Regions from separate parts of the Mus musculus genome. Here all the other regions are linked to region 1. Evidence: chromatin contacts called from public Hi-C, HiChIP or PLAC-seq and promoter capture Hi-C data. All regions are on one chromosome and are shown on one strand. The core of a region is the stretch at or near the end of the contact, and the rest is flanking DNA. Distances in the headings are between cores, read along the strand shown. Region 1 holds the start of Gria1 (glutamate receptor, ionotropic, AMPA1 (alpha 1)). Region 2 has its middle 130 kb from the start of Gm46260. Region 3 has its middle 150 kb from the start of Gm46260. Region 4 has its middle 73 kb from the start of Gm32500.

Evidence for each region. Promoter capture Hi-C pulls out the DNA fragments that hold promoters and counts their contacts. Hi-C and Micro-C count contacts between places; a contact is called where the count stands out from the background. HiChIP or PLAC-seq counts read pairs in DNA pulled down with a chosen protein or histone mark.
Region 2: a promoter capture Hi-C map of hippocampal neurons shows a contact between it and region 1, with 23 times the contacts expected there. The contact joins the enhancer-like site here to the promoter of Gria1 in region 1. A contact is called at or near these places in 4 of 39 promoter capture datasets (the 3T3-L1 cell line, cranial neural crest, hippocampal neurons and 1 more), 5 of 484 Hi-C or Micro-C datasets (cerebral cortex, cortical neurons and forebrain), 3 of 115 datasets of contacts at active chromatin or transcription factors (SST interneurons, embryonic basal ganglia and forebrain) and 1 of 9 other capture datasets (adipose tissue).
Region 3: an H3K27ac HiChIP or PLAC-seq map of the NIH/3T3 cell line shows a contact between it and region 1, with 18 times the contacts expected there. The contact joins the enhancer-like site here to the promoter of Gria1 in region 1. A contact is called at or near these places in 5 of 39 promoter capture datasets (the 3T3-L1 cell line, cranial neural crest, hippocampal neurons and 2 more), 4 of 115 datasets of contacts at active chromatin or transcription factors (the NIH/3T3 cell line, VIP interneurons, embryonic basal ganglia and 1 more) and 1 of 9 other capture datasets (adipose tissue).
Region 4: a Hi-C map of cortical neurons shows a contact between it and region 1, with 4 times the contacts expected there. The contact joins the enhancer-like site here to the promoter of Gria1 in region 1. A contact is called at or near these places in 2 of 39 promoter capture datasets (embryonic stem cells and hippocampal neurons), 2 of 484 Hi-C or Micro-C datasets (both in cortical neurons), 5 of 115 datasets of contacts at active chromatin or transcription factors (the NIH/3T3 cell line, SST interneurons, VIP interneurons and 2 more) and 1 of 9 other capture datasets (liver).

What each region holds. Positions count from the first base shown.
Region 1 is chr11:57,010,150-57,012,956 of GRCm38.p6, reverse strand. It overlaps Gria1 (glutamate receptor, ionotropic, AMPA1 (alpha 1)), which reads right to left and starts at 1,339. Exons shown (of 16, transcript NM_001113325.2): 1 at 842-1,339. The coding sequence starts at 923.
Region 2 is chr11:56,243,766-56,246,572 of GRCm38.p6, reverse strand. No RefSeq gene overlaps it. Among named protein-coding and RNA genes, the nearest start is that of Gm46260, 130 kb to the right of the region's middle. Within about 2 kb of position 1,467, at least 13 of the 459 cell types and tissues checked have an H3K27ac peak or open chromatin away from gene starts, as enhancers often do. A contact at or near this core is called in cerebral cortex, cortical neurons and hippocampal neurons, where this site is marked.
Region 3 is chr11:56,268,991-56,271,797 of GRCm38.p6, reverse strand. It overlaps the pseudogene Gm12240. Among named protein-coding and RNA genes, the nearest start is that of Gm46260, 150 kb to the right of the region's middle. Within about 2 kb of position 1,422, at least 18 of the 459 cell types and tissues checked have an H3K27ac peak or open chromatin away from gene starts, as enhancers often do. A contact at or near this core is called in the NIH/3T3 cell line, where this site is marked.
Region 4 is chr11:56,350,665-56,353,471 of GRCm38.p6, reverse strand. No RefSeq gene overlaps it. Among named protein-coding and RNA genes, the nearest start is that of Gm32500, 73 kb to the left of the region's middle. Within about 2 kb of position 1,426, at least 7 of the 459 cell types and tissues checked have an H3K27ac peak or open chromatin away from gene starts, as enhancers often do. A contact at or near this core is called in SST interneurons, VIP interneurons and cortical neurons, where this site is marked.

The sequences.
Region 1 (2,807 bases), core at 90-2,589:
GTGTCTTGCTGGAGCACTACTGTCAGTGTCTGTGGACAGAGCACTCAAGAGGATGGGGAAAAGGTGAGAGAAAAGGCAGGCTAGGAAGTTCCAGGATCAGGGAATGAGGGGCACAGCCCAGCATGGCAGAAGGGAAAAGGAAGATAGCGAGGGGGTCCGTAGAGCTCTGGCTACTAAGTAAGGCCTGGGACTTCTCAGCAAATGCAATCAACCTAGCATCCACCACTGCTTCCTGAAGAGGGGTCTCTTACCCCTCCCCCAGCCAGACATCACTGTCATCCCCATCACTCCGGCTACATGTGCACATTTAATATATAATCACAACACACATACGCCCACCTTACATATTTATATAAATCAACCAGAACACCCCCCTAGTCAGAGTTAACTCCTTAAGCACTCTGAACCCTGTTTCAAGCGCAGTCTGCTTATATTTTTCCCTCTCTGGAACAGAGAAATGCTCCTCCATTTCAGGCACTCATGCCTGCTGCTTGGAGTGCGCGGTGTGTGTGCACCTGTGTGTGTGCGCGCACACACACGAGAGAGAGAGAGAGAGAGAGAGAGAGAGAGAGAGAGAGAGAGAGAGAGAGAGAGAGAGAGAACACACTTCCACGGTGCCCCTCGCAGCATCAGATGAGGATGAAACCCCCTTTCCCAGACTGGCGACCCAAGTCTTCCTCCCTTCCTGGTGTTCCATTGCTAAGCACAACAGCTCCGACTGAGAATGGGTTGAGAAATCTCCCCTCCAAATAAAAAAAAAGAAAAAAGAAAAAGAAAAAAACGAAAAAGAAAATCCTGGCCAGATCCCCAAAGTCCCTCCCCAGCTGCCCCTCTCACTCACCTATCTGGATATTGTTGGGGAAATTGGCACCCACAACCGCACCTAGAAAACCGGTGCAGAAAAAGGCAAAGATGTACGGCATATTCCTTTTTACATTGGCGAAAAAGAAGCCCTGGTCCAACCATAGATTTGGTCTTCCCTCCCCTCCCTTTGATTCTTCTGGATGCTCTGCCGGCTCTTTTCTTCCTGCAATTCCTTGCTTGCTTCTTTCCTTCCTCCCTTCCTTCTGTGAGGTTTCTCTTGTTTCTCTTGGAAGGGGAGCCGAGCAGTTAAACTGCAGCGTTAACACCGACTGACAGCCAGATTAACTGAGCCGGGAGCAGCCCGTCCTCATGCTTGGAGCGCTAGCTCGCTCCCCCTCTCCCTCTGCTCTCCTCCTCTTCTCTAGCAGCCAGCCTCTCTCACCCTCCCGTTCTCTCTCTCTCTCTCTCTCTCTCTCTCTCTCTCTCTCTCTCTCTCTCTCTCTCTCTCTCTCTCTCTCTCTCTCTCTCTCTCCTCCTCTCCTCTCCTCTCCCCCTCACACTCTCACAGACTGCCAGCTCACTATGCTGATACCCAGGAGCCAGCTCGGAGTTCCTGCATTGGTCTCCCCAACCCATCACCCCTGCCTCTCCATCCTCACCTCACTTTTCCCCCTGTGGGTGCAGAGGATGGAGGGGAAGAAGGAGGGAGGGTGGAGGGTGCTTTCTCCAAAGGGGGCAACCCACTGTCCCCTTCACCTCCCCCACCTTCCTCTGCCTCTCTCTCTCTCTCTCTCTCTCTCTCTCTCTCTCTCTCTCTCTCTCTCTCCCTCCCCCTGCCAGGGGATAAGATGCTTTTGGGAATGCGGGTTCAATTGCAAGTCAGTAGGTGGCAGGGGGTCCCCACAATAGCCCTGGATTCACCAGCTGCTTGATCTAGGTCACTTTCTCTAGTAGTGCACGCACGGGTTGCGCTGGATATATCTTCTACACTCCACTGGCCCAATTATTCCTACAACTAATTCCCAAGGGGGAGACCCTAGAAATCCCTCTCCAGAAATTTAAAGGAAAGACTGTGAGAAAGGCATACAACAGTAGCTTCGGTGTGACTGGCCTGTGCTTGGACCTGGATGCTAGCAGCCCCTTCCATCTTTAGGAGAGGCACGGTGGCCTTTTTGCAACCATAGGTATTTGAACTTGTCCTCCCCCCTCCCCTTTTTTTTTCTTGCAGGGTGCAGGAATCTATAACAGCAGAGTTGTGTGGGTGGGTGAACAAGAAGATTCAGGGTACGCACACAGGGCAATTACATGAGTCATTTTGCGCTGATTCCAGTCGGAGGATGCAGGCTGCCTTCACTTATAACTCAGATTGTTTGTGTCCAGGAGAAGCTGGGCCTCTGTGGACCCTGCTGGACTGCAGCTGGCTCGGAGATACCCAAGAGAGATGTGTGCACAGAATGATGGCATGGGCTGTGGGGCAGCCATTGATAACAGCTAGGGCTATCTTCCTGGAGTCATCCGTCTGTCCTCCCACTCAGAAATGACCATGGCTCCTGGGATTCACTCATGAAGACACCCAGTGAGGCCTTGAACTTTTAAATATTGTTGCTATATTTTTAAGTGTGTGTGTGTGTGTGTGTGTGTGTGTGTGTGTGTGTGTGAATGCCATGACGTTTGAGTGGAGGTGAGAGGACAACTTGTGGGATTTGCTTCTCCTACCATGTGGGACCAGGGATTGAACCCCGGCCATCAGGCTTAGCAGCAGGTGTCTTTACTGGGCTCAGCCATCTCACTGGCCCTGGCCTTGTGGACTTAAAGGCTTTAGTTGTCGTGGGTAGACCCTCTGACCTGGATAAGATGCTTACCTAGCCCAGAGACTTGCAGGGAAAGCAAGCTTCACTTGTTCCCCAGTTGGAAGAACCAAAACGACTTTGGACTGAGTGTTTCTTTGCTACTGGAACAAAACATTTCATCAAGAGACTCCCCACTCCTTCACCAGCACGGCA
Region 2 (2,807 bases), core at 218-2,717, 770 kb after region 1:
AGGATCATTTCTAAGTTAATAAATAAGCTGGAGAAATACAACTTACTTTGGGTCACTGAGTAAAGCTGCAGCCCTCTCATCTTTATGAATGAAGGCGATCAGCCATTAACCACTGCATTATGGATGTCTCTGTGGCTGTGATAAGATGCAAGATGAATATAGTTAGGAATGCATGCAAGAAAGTGAACTTTCAATAAGGGTATTGGCCAGGCATTGACTGCCCACTACTGCAATCCTCTGTGTGTGTGTGTGTGTGTGTGTGTGTGTGTGTGTGTGTGTATGTATGTGTGTGTGTGTGTGTGTGTGTGTGTGTGTGTGTGTGTGTGTGTGTCCCTGTCTCTCTGGGTGTCTGTGTCTGTTTGTCTATCTTTCCCAGAAGAAAAATAAAATAGATTCTCCGTAAAAGAAGAGAAGATACACCCATCTGGAAGATCCCTGTCTTCCAGGCTAGGAAAACCTGAGAATCTCCATTAGGCCAGGGTTGCCTCTGAATCCTCAATATGTTAACTCTTCCTGCTAGGTATTATTCCATCCTTGAACACGGTGCCCAATGTCTTGCTAACTTAGTTCATGATAGTCAGTGTCAGAACATTAGCAAATGTAACTATTGGGCTTTTCATCCAGTTTCTTTACAGTTAAGTTTGAAATTGTCAGAATATCTATAGTAGATATTCTGTGATTTGTTAAATACATAATGCAATAATAATTTAAAGTTTTTGGTTCAGAGCCTGGGGCAGACCATGTGGCTCAATCCATAGAGGGCCTGTCCTAGGTTTGAGTCCTACCACTATATAAACCAGGAATAGTAAAATATTCCTGTGATCCCAATCCTAGCACTCAGGAGGTAAAGACAGGAGGCTCAGAATTTCAAGGCTATTCTCAGCTACATAATGAGTTTGGAGCCAACCTAGTCTACATTAGATCCTATTTCAAAAGTCTAAAGTAATATTTTTAATAAGCTCAGGTCTGATACACAGGACTCAATAAATATGAGTTGTTATTTTCAACTGCACTGCTAAACAGTAATAATTTGAATAAGCAAATATTCAGTTTAATGGGTACTTTTTCAGGATCCTATGACCTTTGGCCAACTACCAATGTATTCTTTCAATAAAATCTTGGAAAGAGTTTGTATTTAAAAAATAAAGACCCAGCATTTTTCAAAATGTATCTCTTTTCTAGGTCTGGAGAAACAGTGGTCTAGATGTACCCATGACGGAGCTGGCAGTTGGCACCCCACCACTTCTTTTCACCCACTCACTGCTGGAAGGAGGACCCTCTCAGCACACACTGTTCCTGCCCTCCTCACATGGATGGGAACATGCCTAGCTTTTCATGCTAGCCTGTGATAGCAGGCTAGATCTTTCTGACACCATCTGTTCTTTGAAGCACATGACACACAGTTGCCTGGCTGTCACAACTCCATCTGAAAATGTCGAGAGCCATGATGAATGAGTCTGAGGGAGGCTGTTTACCTCTTCACCATCTACTGCTAGGCACTCAGGGATTGGGGTGTGGGAGTACCACAGGTTTTTCCCACATGAGGATTCTAGGATCTGCCCTACATCACAAGACAGACACAAGAGATGATTCCAGACAGCCTCAATCCGATAAGCACTTGCTGCCACTCATGGGCAAATATGGAACTAAATATGGAATTGTTGGGGCATCCACATCAGAGTGTGTCATGAGTCAGACATAAATACACAAATCTCTTGGTCTCTGAGACCTTAGCTTCCACCAGACACAACAGTAAGCCCCTTCTGTCCACTGTGACATTGAATCCTGACTACACTCAACTCTTCCATCCTTGCCATTGGCCAGCAGGCTCATGGACAGCTGAGAAATCCAGGGATGGGGGTTCAAGTTGATCCTCCCAGCTGCAGGGCCAGTACATGATGATGTCAGTGTGGGAACTGTGTCTTGTCTTCACTTAACTGCTTCCTATCCTAATAGCAAACAACAGTCGCCATTGTTTGTTCTCCTGGTTTCATCATCAAGAAGACAATTTTATCTGAATCTCTAGTTCTGTTTTGCTGATGTGATCCCCAAATGAAAGCTTATAAAAAGTAGAGATCATGAAATACTTAGACGTCTTCCTCACCTTTATATTTTGGGGGTTTGGGGATCCTCAGGAGTTGTCCAACTTATTGATTTCAGACAAAATCTCTCACTGGCCTATTCTCTGTAATTTCACTTTCTCACTGCAATTCTCTGATTGAGCTAGGCTGGCTGGCCTGTGAGCCTTGGTAACCTGCCCATCTCTACTTCCCCAGCTCTGGGATTATAAGCACAGGCCACAAATCTCAGGTTTTCTCATAGGTTCCAAAGATCATAGCCAAGCCCTAATATTTGAACAACAGCCACTTTACTAACTTAGTCACGTCTCCCATCTAGACTCCTCACCTTTTGTCTTGTGCTGTAGAGGCTCAGGACATATCACTCCTAGATCTTGCATCAAATGAGATTAGTACATGACCTAATGATCTCTCTTCCCAGTCAGGACATATCTGAAAGGGAAAGAGCTGATACCAACTACCCTGTCTGGACAACAGCTATAAAGGAGGATCATCCTGAGCCAGATGGACCACATGGTTGTTCTTCATCAGGTCCATTCTTCCTGTCCATTCCATGCCATGAGCTCCCTCTATAATATATGATAGAACAGTGTTGAACCAGACAAACTGGGACACTAGAACATCAAGCTGACAATCCTACACACAAACGCAGAAACTGGGACTCTCAAAAAGGCAACCTGGATATCACCCTGATTTTGTTTTCCCTTTTATAAATGTGTTTGCAATTTT
Region 3 (2,807 bases), core at 173-2,672, 740 kb after region 1:
ATATATATATATATACATATATATATATATGTTCATATATATATATATATACAGATATAGATATGTATAAATACGGGCTTAATTAGCATGGCCTACAGTTTAACAATGGCTCTTTACCAACAAAAGGTCCAAGAATCCGGTAGTTGTTCAGTCCAAGAGGCTGGATGCCTCAGCTGGTCTTCAGTATACACTAGAATTCTGAAGAAGTAGCCCCTAAAGCCAGTGAAGGAGTGGACTCAGTAGTGAGAGTGAGAGCAAGCAGGTAAAAAGCAAACAATTCCATCCTCCATCTCCTTTATACAAACTATCACTGGAAGGCGTAGCCCAAATTTATGATGAATTTTCCTACCTCAGAAGATCAAGATTAAAAATCAGTCTTCCTACTTCCAATGATTTCATTAAGAAAAATCCCTCATGGGTGAACCCAGACACTTAGGTTTTAGTTCATACAGATATAGTCAAACTGACAATAAAATATAACCATCACAATCTGGCTTCAACCACTCACTGAGGAAAGAGGGAGGAGGAGCAGGAGGAAGAGGGAGAAATAAGGAAGAGGAGGAAGAACAAAAGAAGGAGAAGATATCTATAGATACCACCTTCCTGCCATGGTTTAACTTCACAGGGTATGGTTGAAAATATCCCCATTCTGCTCCCAAGACTCCAGATAAAGCAGAGGCACTGGCTAGCAGGACGTGTGCTAAGTCCACTGAGTCACCACATTTTATCTCTGGAAGTGGGGTCTTTGCCAAATATTAGAGATTTCTTGAAAAGAATGAATTCCTGAGCTGCTCTGATGTGCCAGGCGCCATCTTGTACATATCACCTAAACACATTTGACACCACAAACCTGTGTGTATGGTGCTGGGTGTGGTGGATACACCAGGCAATGTGAAGCCACTGTCACTGGACTCAAAAGAAAGGCATTGTAAATCTTACCTTGCACTCTAATCCCTGGGTTGACCATTCCTCAGCCTGTTCACAGAGGTCATTTCCACTCAGATTCTCAAGGTTATTGTTCCAGCAATAGCATGCTATTGTTAAATACTGCCAAACTTCCTCAACTGGGTGTTTAACTCTCAGGATATGAACACCATGTTTTCCATGTTAGAAAGCAAATAAAAACAGTAACAGAAAAACACCTTATTTTGCTTTCTCTAACTACTACTGTATCTCTCGGCTCCTTTTAACAGTGTAGCTCCTGAATAGACTTTCTAAAATATCTCCTCCCTTCTCTGTGGTTGTAGAGTTGCTTCCTGTGAGTTGGTACATTCCTTTCTTGAGTGATGAATGGGGAAGTTTATGGAATATGTATAAGGTTGGTCTTTCTCTGTAGAAAGGTTATCCCTGGCTGTATGGAGACTCCTTTGTGGCGTTGCCTGCAAGTTAGGCAGGGGGTGGCAGGGCTACAGCTTTCAAGCTGTCACACTGGAGTGGAATTTCCTGTAGTGCAACAGCGTGAGGTGAGTGAGGCATTCCTGCTCCTGTAAGTAATCACTCATCCACTTTCCTCAAAGCAACTCTAATGAGTTCATTGCTTCACCAAGGCAGAGTTGGATGGAGTCATATTTTGCTCAGTCATTGGTGCTTTATCTGTGGCAAACTAAGGTTTGTTAATACAGGCCTGGTCCTCTCTTTAGCCCACTTGAGACATCCTAAGCCCAGGCTTGGTAACAGAGTGTTCCCTTTGAAGGCCACTATTACTCAATCCAGACTGGGAAACATCCTGTTCTGTCCTTTCTCATGTGACCTGACCTCTCAAGAGCTTGATGCAGTCGATCAGATCCTCCTGACAGGTTTACTCACTGGACTTCAGGACCCAACACTCTCCTAGTTCCTTTGCTCTCTGTACCCTCTGCTGTTGCTGCTCTGTCCTCATTAATGCTTGTGTAAGGTAAGCCCCAGTCTTACCCCGTCCTTTTGTTTCTGTACTCATAACCCTGCACATCTCAGCTACTTTGTTCTGTGAATAGCTCCTCTACACTGACATCCTTTCCTTTCTGGTAACCATACCCAGTTAAAATGTTAGCATGCTACCTGCTCTCCTGTGCTTGTTTCTCCCTCTCCTCCCTCTCCCTCTCCCTCTCCCTCTCCCTCTCCCTCTCCCTCTCCCTCTCCCTCTCCCTCTCCCTCTCCCTCTCCCTCTCCCTCTCCCTCTCCCTCTCCCTCTCCCTCTCCTCCCTCTCCCTGTCCCTCTCCCTCTTCTTCTCCCTTTCCCTGTCTCCCTCTCCCCCCTCTCTCCCTCTCCTCCCTTTCCCTCTCCATCTCCTTCTCTCTCCCTCTCTTTCCCTCTCTCTCCCTCTCTCCCTTTCTACCCCTCTCTCCCTCTCTCTCCCTCTCTCCTCCCTCTCTTCTCCCTCTCTCACTCCCTCCCCCCTCTCTCCCTCTCCTTCTCACACTGTCCCTCTCCCTCTTACACTGTCCCTCTCCCTCTGTCCCTCCCTCCCATGCACACCACACGCACGCGCACACACACACACACACAAACACAAACACCCCTTCCTTTTTTCCCTATGTCCTTCACACTAATGGTGTCAGGGCAGATCTCCTGTGCGGCTCACTGTGTTTTCAATATGCTGTGAACAGGAGTCCAGAGCAAGAGATTAAAGACATTCTAGCCCAGAAAAGGGAATTCTGATTCACTGCTGTTGGGAATTTAAATTACTTGTATTATGAACACTAGGTTTAAGCACTACAGCACAGGAGAAATCACATGGCTGGCTCGGTAAATCTGATCAAGAAGATTGGGAGCACCCAGGCCCCATGGGTGAACCTGATACTATTATTTTTCCTAAATGGACATAGTA
Region 4 (2,807 bases), core at 177-2,676, 660 kb after region 1:
TATGAGCAGTATACGGATAGCGGCAGTCAAAATAATCATTGATTTAATGGTTAACTAGATGGCACACTGTCCATAAAATTAAAGTCTGAACGTGTTAATGATGCAGATCTCAATGTTGAAAAGAAAATTAAATCTTCAGAATTCTTCCTGTTGTGCAGTGTTGGACATGGAACCCAGGCTGTTTAGCATGTTATGCAGGTGATAGACTATCTCTGATATAGTCTTGATAAAAGAAAATGGGAATTAAAGGTTTGTAGTAGATGACTGAATTCACTGAAACTTGTGGGTGTGTCTAGCATTGGAGAAGAATGCAACAATCAGTCATAGCATCTCAGTGGTCCTGGGTTCTTAATGTGTTTCAGGCTCTATTCCAAGCTCCACATTCATGAATGCATGCTCACCCCAACTTTGTGTTTGTGGTATTTGTATGTGTATGTGCTCATGTGTATGTGTGTTGTGGGTACATGTGTTGTTGTGGGAGATGTACATGCTCTTATATGAATTCACACAAAAGCCAGAAGCCAACACTCATTGTCTTCCTCAATGGCTCTTCATTTTAAGGTTTAAAACCCTAAACCCATAGCTCCCTAACTCAAATAGAGCAGGTGACCAACAAAGTCCCAGAAATACTTCTCCCATTTCTGCCCATTCCCCAACAGCCTCCCTTAGTGCTGAGATTACATATATGTACCACCATGTCCACACCAACCTGGGTGCCAAAGATTCAAAGGCTGGTACTCATTCTTGTGCAACAAGCATTTTGCAGACTGGGTCTTTGCCCTGGGCCACGATTTTGTTGTAATAATACTATTCACAATTTACAGTTGAGAAAACCAAGGTGAATTGGTATGGTCCACCCACCAGTTTGCCATTGGCCATACCATCATCTTGGAGGAGAGTGGGTAGATTGAAGGGAAACTGTCTAATGGTCACACGCTTCCTGCAGCTTAAATACCTTCCCCAAATATGTTCCTCTTAAAACTCATTTGCAAATGAGATCATGTACAAGGGAGCATTTTGTTTTATAGCTTGCCACTTGCTGTATTTAGATAAATGCTAAAATGCTGAGATGCTTGTTATATTAAAAAAATACAAAGTTGTTTTGCATATCAAAATCTCTTAGCACAGTCTTTGCTGGGGTAAAGGAAGTTGAAAATAAGACAGTTCCATCTCTAGCATTTGCTTGCTTTTTCCCCATAATGTAGCTCGTGATTACTCTGCAGATGGGGTCTGATTATCAAATTGTGTGTCTTCCAAATCCCACTCATATCAATAGCACGTGAGACAATAACTCCCAAGTGGTGTCAAGGCCCCCATCGTCAGAGCTACTGCCGGCAAGCATTTGGGCCAAGAATAAGAATGTGTGTACACTTCCAGCTTTGCAATCAGTATGGAAATGAGTCAACTTATAGATGCTGAGTGATCTTATAGAAAGGGCTCCAGCTGCAGACAAATGCCAAGCCGAGAATGATCAGCAGAGCAGAGCCTCTGCATACTCTCTCCAGCTGCTTACAGCCAACGAGTTTTGGCAGCAGAGCAGCCTTGGCTGGACTGTTGAATTATCCTGGGCTGAAGGAAATCTTCAAGGCCTTATTGTCATCCATGAGGAACCTGAAGGTTAGACAGGGACTACTGTGAGGTAGAAACAGGAGCCTGTGTGGGGTGTGGTCCGCACAGGTTTGAAGCCTGCTAGAATTTCTGCATGATTGAACTCACAGATATATTATTCATTTCTGTGAAAATGTATTTGGATACATATTTATTAAACAAATATTTTCAGAACAGCCAAAGGCCATTCTCCTCATTGCAATCAGAGGAATTGTTTTATAATGCAAACTCAGTTATATTGTTCTTTCCCTAAAGCCCTCAAAAGGGCTTATATTGCTCTTAAAATAAGATTTAATTGTCTTACCAAAACCTGTGAGGCCCAAAGAATTTGACCAGTGCTTGTGCCTGGCCAGGTGGCTTGTGTCACTCTGACCTCGCTCCCATCAGTTCTAAATGTTCTCTGGGCTACACACCCATCCATTCTACATCACAAGATGGAGCCTGCCCAGGGCTTTTGTTTTGTCTCCTACTCCTCCTGTTGGTTTCCTTTCAGTCTGGCTTCTCAGAGGGGACTGCTTTTGTCATGATGACTCCATGTCATCCACCCTATTTGCTCTGCCAATTTCCTCTAGCACCCATCTGGCACTTGTCAATGATATTCCACCCAGGGCATGCTCTTGACAAGATTGACTCAGAACAGCATTGAGCAAGTGATGGACCAGAGAGCTGAGAAAATGACCAGATCCCACTTGGAAGATGTTTCAGACCAAGCTCTCAGACCCCAAGCTGAACATTTTTCATAATCCTGGAAGGGAGATGGAAAGAAACCAAACAAACATTGGAATGTCACCATTAACCTATCCTAATTTCAACCTTCATAAACCCAAATCCCATTTTATAACAGTCTTTTGAATTCTGATATGAAATTTATGGATGTTCAGCTCAGTTGTGACAAGTAGTTTCATAAATTCAGATATAATATAAAGTAGATAAAATCCATCTATGATAAAATCATATTATTTAATACTTCAGAATGATTATGCTAGAAGACATGTCTATCCGTAATAAATATTTTTGAAGTTGGGAGGAGCACGACAACATCTGAGTAACAATCAGTGTTTGCTCTTATCGCTGCTGCTTTGAAATCAAGTCTTAACACAGACACATATATTCTGTTTCCAATGGCAGTCACAACTACACATCAAACTGATACATATGTGTCATTTGAGCAGGGTAAACACTAAAAATAACTATTTCAC